2 separate regions of the Gasterosteus aculeatus genome follow, and region 2 is linked to region 1. Evidence: chromatin contacts called from public Hi-C data. All regions are on one chromosome and are shown on one strand. The core of a region is the stretch at or near the end of the contact, and the rest is flanking DNA. Distances in the headings are between cores, read along the strand shown.

Region 1 (3,809 bases), core at 547-3,046:
GGGTCTCAACCCATCCCCCCCGCCATCCGCATGCCACCCGCACAGCTTCTTTTTTCCAATTCTAGCCGTGACATGATCTTCATATATTAAATGAATCTAGGGTTTCCCCCACCACTGTACGGTACCGGCACCCCGTCCATTTACAATTAGCCACCAATCTCTACGCACGAGGGAGTTCCGTAACGATGGGAACACGGACGTGCGCATGCACACACAGCGGACAGAGAGTGCGCGCCGGAAGAAGTCGACCATTGCGCACCTCCACCCCGGTCCGTCCGCGTAACCAGTCCCCAGCGGCCACAAAGCTGTGAACCACTCAGGGAAACACTCAGCGTGGTTACATGGATTCGAATAACTAATAACTGGCTTGGTCGGACTGAAATCAAATTATCCGTTTCATGTAAACACCTTTTTTTCGACTATGTGCGGTCCGAGTACGATCCGACTAACACCCCTGGATAACTCGATCCGATCCAGTTGATAGTTCGACTATTGCGGCATGTAACGGTGAATTGGATAAGGAACTGGACTTTGCGTCTTTGCGCATGCTTGAGATCCCGACGGCATCTTCTCTCCGTTATCAAATCAGCCAATAGCGCCATTTGCATTCGCTGTACTCCTATTAACATTATGCAAAAATAGTAGAAGGATGTAGCTTCACCTTGCTCTCCATTCGCCATCTTTCTCGTAATGTTGATGTTGTTGTTGTTGGTTGTTGTTGGTAGTGGTGAAGAGGTCAAGCGGAAATGGCTGTATCACAACTAGTTGTAATGAAAACAGCGCCAACTATCGTATCGGATATGACATGCTTTCGGCCAAGGATTCGATTTATTCACTGCCATGTATATTGGGATAATAGCACTTGCCCCGAAAGATAGCATAGTCCAACTAAGCAAAGATTCGAATTATACCATCATGTAAACACACTGACTGTAATCCATTCTGTTCTTGTGCTTTCTCAGCCCGGGGTGGGGATGTGGTGGGGGGAGGGCCAAGAAGATTTAAGGGAGACTCCCACTTGGTCGGCTGACGTCGGCAAACCCCGGAACTGCCAAAGTTGTTTTTATTTAAAAAGGTGCAGGTCGTTTTTTTCCAGCGTTTGGGCGTGCCTGACAGCCACGTTAACGTGGAGAAGACCTATCAATTTTTTTTTGTAATTTTTATAAAATGTCCTCTTTAAAGAAACTAACACTTGGATATAAGCAGTAAGACCACAATATTCATGCTTAACATTTCACTAGGTATGTATTGTGTGTGTGTGTGTGTGTGCGTGTGTGTGTGTGTAAAGGTAGAGGAGATTTACTGCCCTAATCAAAAACTGGCCTACAGTTGGAAATGTAGCGTGAATGATGCCATGAAACTGTCCCCACTCTGATGCTGTGATTTATCACACAACATGGAAGTCATAAAAGAACACCAGTTAAGGAAAAAAATGAAAAAATCAAATCAACAACAGGGAACAAACTTTTACAAGCTGTCCTGTGTAGTGTACCCTGCGTGCGCGACCGTCAACGTTCCCTTCCCAGAAAAACAAACAAATGTACGTTTGGATATTTTCTTTTGCGCCCTGGATGTTACACAAACTCGTTTCCACCAGGATGATGCATCGCACCGCCAACCCTTCATCAATATGGATAATTACACTTTCTGCGAACTCGGTTGTGTAGTAAATATTGTTGCTCGGAATCGGGTTGTTATTCCCACGGTGGCTCACCGCAGCCCAGGCCTTCCTGAGATGAACCCGAGCATATCCCATGTGTCACAGTGTATCTGTGCTGAGAGGAAGCATGACCAACTGCACTTTGGCACTTCATTAAACAAATCATTGGAACGCTTATGCCACGAGACTGCATGGACTCCCATACAGAGAGCGAGAGGGTGGGTTAAACAATATTCTTTGTGTCCTTATGGAATAAGTCCTATATTTAAGTCCTGCCATCAAAGATCCATGAAAGAAAGTATATCATATTTAACTGCTTTAGGAGTAAAAATTAAGGGACGTGCCAAGGATTAAGAGAAAATAAGTGTTTTTACTGCCTGTCACCTCCAGGGTTGTAATCGCACTGGAATGATGAAGTTGTACCATGTAAAAATAAATCTTACCACAGCCAGTAAGACAAAGACAATAGATTTCTTCAGTAGTAGGGGGGGGGTGGTCCAAAAATTGAAGATTGTTCATATTGATGTTCCAAGGTTATAATATAGTATAAATTAACTATTGAACTAAGTGGAGATATTATTAGCCAATATGAATGCATTTCAAATTTAGAAAGTATCTGTCACTGGGACAAAACAAGACTCAATGTTCAGCCAAAGAGTGCAGGTCAGAGCACAGCCCAAAATAGAACAGGGAATCCTGACGCTTGTATTTAAAGGGGTGGGGAAACACCTCCTCCCATGTGTGTGTGACACATACATACGTACAGACAGAAACGGGAGGCTTGACTATAATAAATGAACTGCCACAGTGGTGCTATTTCAGGTTGGGTCACTAGAAAAATACAGGGCTGAAGGAACAGCTGGGGCTCCGATCCACATGTTCCCCTGCGTGTGACGCTTGTTTCTGCCTCCTGGCACACACCGACAGACAGACCGGCAAAGCAGATACAGACATAATACATCTTTCCGGGCTGTGTACGAAACACTCACTCCGTATGTCCCTTTTTCACTCTGCCTAGCTTTATCTCGACAGGATTTAGATTGATGAGGTTTTGATTATTTTGTCCGTTACATGAAAATAAAAGTCAAGTGATCCGATGAAAGCATGGTTTCCTGTGTCAGACCTTTTGTAGCACTATGGAGCTATTTCTTTGACCCCGTTTTGTTTGCCTTGCCCACAGGAATCAAAACAGAGTCTCACCATTGATGTCCCGCTGTTCAACTGATCAAGTGGTTACAGTAACACAACCACGCAATGCGCTAACGACGACGTCAAAGAGGACAAACTGTGCTGCTTTAAAATGCCTTAATGACGAAGAAAACACATTCAGCTTGTTTAAAAGACACTATGGGCTCTGGTAAGTAAAATTGAGTGTAACTAAGGTATTATCATTTCTCTGCACTTTCTATACGTCATTTAGGATCCAGACCTTTTCCGCTCTTTGACAGGCTGGTAGTGGGTTTGGGTTAGGCTAGAACTATTATGATTTATGTTTTGTTTGTCTTAGCAGTCCCCCCAAACGGCATACTCAAATATGCACACTCTTTAGTGACTGTTTGTTTTTTTGATGGACATAGGACAACGGCAGGTTAACATGAGCAGGGCAGAAGTGAAATCAAATTGTGGACTGAGTACCAATTAGTGGCAAATCAAAGTGAAAAAACCCTCTTCTCAGACGCCCATTCTGAAATATTTCATTTTGTTGTTTGGTCTACTTTAATTTGGGCACTGTGAAACCAAACAAGACTAAGTGAACCAGGGTATCAATTTCACTCAGACTAGCCAAGCCGGAGAGTTTTTAAAAGCACCCGTATGGGACTTTCTCCCTCATCACATGACTTCTTGTTGCTCAGTGTCTATGCTCTCCTTCCCCCAGCCATATAGATCTCACCGCTCACCACCTAAGACTCTGCCCCTGTACTCCATGCCCACCCAGGCCCTTCCACAGAGGGGCTTGCACCCCCCAGTGGAAACAGGCCTGGTCTGGTTACCCACTGTGAAGATGATGGATTGACGGCTCACTTACGGGAAAGGCCGGGGCCTTTCAGGTAAACAAGCGCAGACCTGTATTAAATATGAAGGAGAGAAAGAAAACATGTTCTACCTTTTGGCTCGAGAAAAACGGGGGAAAGGGAGGGAATGTGGTTTA
Region 2 (3,672 bases), core at 920-3,419, 57 kb before region 1:
CGTGTACATGGGCCTCTGGCTGGGGCTACTCATGTAGCTGAAAGTCGAGTACAGCCCTGAGCCTTGCCCCGCCCCCGCGTGGCTGTAGTAGCCGGCGGCCCCGCCCCCTTGGTGGTCGGAGTAGTCGTACTGCTGCGCTCTGGAGATGGCGGCCGGGTAGGCGGAGGAGGGGGGGCTGTAGTGCTGCAGGTTGAAGGGGCTGTTGTAGGCGACGTGTTGCGGGGAACCCTGCTGCTCGGTGTAGTGGCTCGGGCTCAGCTGCTCAGTCTTTATCTGGGTCCGGTGCTCGGCGCCCCCTCCCCCCAGTGGGGTCAGAGTATGCTGCTGCTGTCCCTGCTGGTTTTGGCTTTTCGCCAGCCAAGCCGCGGCGGCCCCCGCCTGCGGGCTCACCGGGCTGCCGCCGCTGATGCTGTAGCTGCCGGTGTAAGCGACCGGCGCGGAGCCGCCGGCGGCGCCCGCTAAGCCGGGGTGCCCGTTGGGCGGAAGGTACTGGTCGAACTCGTTGACGTCGAAGGTCTCGATGTGGGAGATGACGTCGCTGCTCAGCTCGCCGATGTCCACGTCGCGGAAGTCGATGTTGAGCTGGCGGCCGCCGGTGCCGTCGGACAGGGAGCGGATGCCACCCTCTCGCTTTAGGTCCATCTTGCCCGAGCTGACATCAGTCTTTGGGGTGGTGGGAGGAGTAGGGGGGCCCTGGGAGCCTGAAAGTGAAGGAAACATGACACATTAGATACTGCTCTCTATGTTCATTCAGTTTTAGTCATTTTAAAGCAACTGATATGATAATACATTATTTACCTTTTTAAGATTTTTTTAAACATATGGAAATATCCTTTAGAGAAAAGACGGAGCAAGGCATTTAAAAACGCGCTATTCCTGCTCACCTGAGTGCTCACCCGGTGAGTGCACCTCTCCCATGCTGGAGGCTGGGGAGTCCGCCTGCTGGAGAGCTTTGAAGATGGCATTGGGGGAAATGTGCGTCTGCTCACTGCCGTCCTCCGACTCGCTCTGGCCGTTCTTGACGGACTTCCTCCGCCGGGGCTGGTATTTGTAGTCGGGGTGGTCCTTCTTGTGCTGCACCCGGAGCCGTTCGGCTTCCTCCACAAACGGCCGCTTCTCCCCTTCATTCAGAAGTCTGCGCGTAAAAAGCACCAACATATGAATTCATGGATTAAACAAACTGCCATCTACTTGTACTTTATGTGTCATTGCTCGACATTATACAGACGATTTGGTGTGCAGATACAACGGAGGTCGATATAATAAGACACCAACAACTCTCCTTCCATCGTAATGTGTGTGTTACAGCTGAATAGCGCAGCGTGCACACTTACCTCCAGAGTTTCCCCAGAGTTTTGCTGAGCTCTGCGTTGTGCAGGTGAGGATACTGATCAGCCAGCTTCCTGCGCGCAGCCTGAGCCCACACCATGAAAGCATTCATCGGTCTTTTCACGTGAGGCTTGTTCTTAGAGGACCCGTTAACGCGCACTGGCATAGGCACAAGAGTCCAGTCGTAGCCCTTGAGCACCTGGGACACTGCCTCGCGGATGCAAGCGGGAAATTTATCGTCCTCATCCTTCTTAAACTCTCCATCTAGACCGAGTAGCCCGTTCTCAGATGGCCGGGTGTTCTCTGTGTCGGAGCCCGAGCCGGACGGGCACGGAGATCCCGCGGAGTCCTCGGACATGCTCGGGCTCGGGGCGTCGGAGAGACACTTGTCTTGTTCCTCCGTCATCTTCAGGTAAGGGTCGAGGAGATTCATACGAAAAACTGTGTGGTGCCAAATTACGCTTGAAACGAAGGAGTTTCTACTGCTCTCTCGTGAGAGGTAAAACGTCCCTAAATGGACCACCTTTTTCCTGTACAACTTTGATCTTTTAACTTAGAGAACCGCACCGAAAAACGACGACTGGTTATCTTTCGCTCCGGTGCGTAAAACCGATTTGGAGCGAGAGTGTCTTTACGCACGGGTGTCCGATGGACTCCGAGGAGGAGTGGGTTTTCTGCGAGCCGGCCCGCACTTAAAAAGGGTAAAAACAAAAAGAACAAGCCAGCTGGTTAGAGTTCACTCTTAACTCGGTAGGATGAAACGGTAAAGTGCTCCTCTCTGGTCTCCAAGTACAATCCCCAGAACGTGTGAGTGCTTTGAACTGCAAACCTCACGCATGGGATCTTTATAAGACCGCTGCCATGCCGCACAGGAAAGCCCAGATCTGATTGGATAACAGAACGTGACGCCAAACTGAAGGAATTCGATACCGCTTTTTCCCCCACCACTAACCAGCACACAAAACACACACTTTCCCTAAAACACGCACACACGCACACACGAGCCAGTCAGTATGCATAGAGCTTAATCCGGCTTGATTTTCCAATAGATTATAACAACGCTTTATGGTGAAACATTTTTACAACTGCAATTTAATCAGACGAACGGAATACATTAATTAATGCGTCTTCTACTTTTATAGAGGGAACAACTTTTTTGTTTTTACGAGGGGAAATAATGAAATACAAATTAGTTGCTAAAGCATGATAAGTATAATTAAGCCCGAGAGAAAACGATATCATAGAGCCAATGCAATTTTCGTTATTCTGCATCATAAACAGCCAAAAACACTTAATATTGCTACATTTAATTTAATTTTCTTCTGTTTTAAAATGTCCCTCTCCATGCCGGCTCTATACAGTTACCCCCTGTGGTCAATAGGGGGAGACAGCAGTCTAGGAACACGGAAAGTTTTCCCCCTTCCCTTGCTGAGAGTAGGCAAAGGCTGAGGGTGGACGTGTGGGGGGGAGGGGGGGAGAGGGAGCTCCAGCTCGAGCAGACTGCTGCAGAGCAACAGCTGGCGTCTAAAACCAGCTCCTGATTCATATCGCTCATTTGATTTCCAGCAGCAGAGCAGCGACCCGGTGAACAGCGATTTTTGTGCAATTTGGGACATTTTTTTCAAGGTATCATACAGAGGCAAACATTTGATTAAATGTTTTACTGGTATCCTACTATTTTTGTTAACTTTGCAAAAGAACGCACAACACATTTTCAGCATATAACCAGTGGCAGAGGAGCAGCGAGGCCTTTCACTATAGCAAAGGTTCTGCATTCCAAAACTTCACCTATTTCAAAAGTTTAAACCCATGGTGTGAGACATTTCTAAAATAAGACGAAAAAGTCTCCCACATCTGAATAAAACATAAGAGCGCTAATGCCCAAATGTGGGATGTCCTCAACAAGTGGGGAACTGCTCCAAAGACAGTGAATTAGGAAAGATGTGACTCAGGGCAATGTTGTGATTTTTTTGACTTTTTTTTAGGCCTTTTAGTGTCGCAGGTCATTTTAAATACTTTACAAACTTTTGGTAGTGTAATCTGGTAAAATACATAATATTTCTACTTGGAATTAAAAAAATCTTAAAATGCAAACTAACCAGTAGATATAACTTTTGCTGTTTAAATGTATTGGAGTGGTACATGCAATATGTCCCTCCAAAATGTAGAAGTTGCAACAGATAGAGGTAGTCGAGTACATGCACCTTCAAATTGTACACGAGCATAATACTTGAGTAAATGTGCTACTTGGTACTGACAGCTGTATTAATGTGCGTCATCAATGAGTGTATTTTCACCTCTCTGAACACACCGACACACACACGGCCCCTTTGTCCTCCCTCT

Evidence for each region. A called contact is a pair of places that touch in the nucleus more often than the background predicts.
Region 2: a Hi-C map of skeletal muscle shows a contact between it and region 1, with 4 times the contacts expected there. The contact joins the promoter of LOC120819579 here to the enhancer-like site in region 1. A contact is called at or near these places in 2 of 6 Hi-C or Micro-C datasets (both in skeletal muscle).

What each region holds. Positions count from the first base shown.
Region 1 is chr5:5,175,203-5,179,011 of fGasAcu3.hap1.1, reverse strand. No RefSeq gene overlaps it. Among protein-coding and RNA genes, the nearest start is that of LOC120819580, 31 kb to the left of the region's middle. Within about 2 kb of position 1,796, at least 1 of the 9 cell types and tissues checked has open chromatin away from gene starts, as enhancers often do.
Region 2 is chr5:5,232,255-5,235,926 of fGasAcu3.hap1.1, reverse strand. It overlaps LOC120819579 (transcription factor Sox-9-B), which reads right to left and starts at 2,169. Exons shown (of 3, transcript XM_040177121.2): 1 at 1,335-2,169; 2 at 885-1,135; 3 at 1-701. The coding sequence starts at 1,762.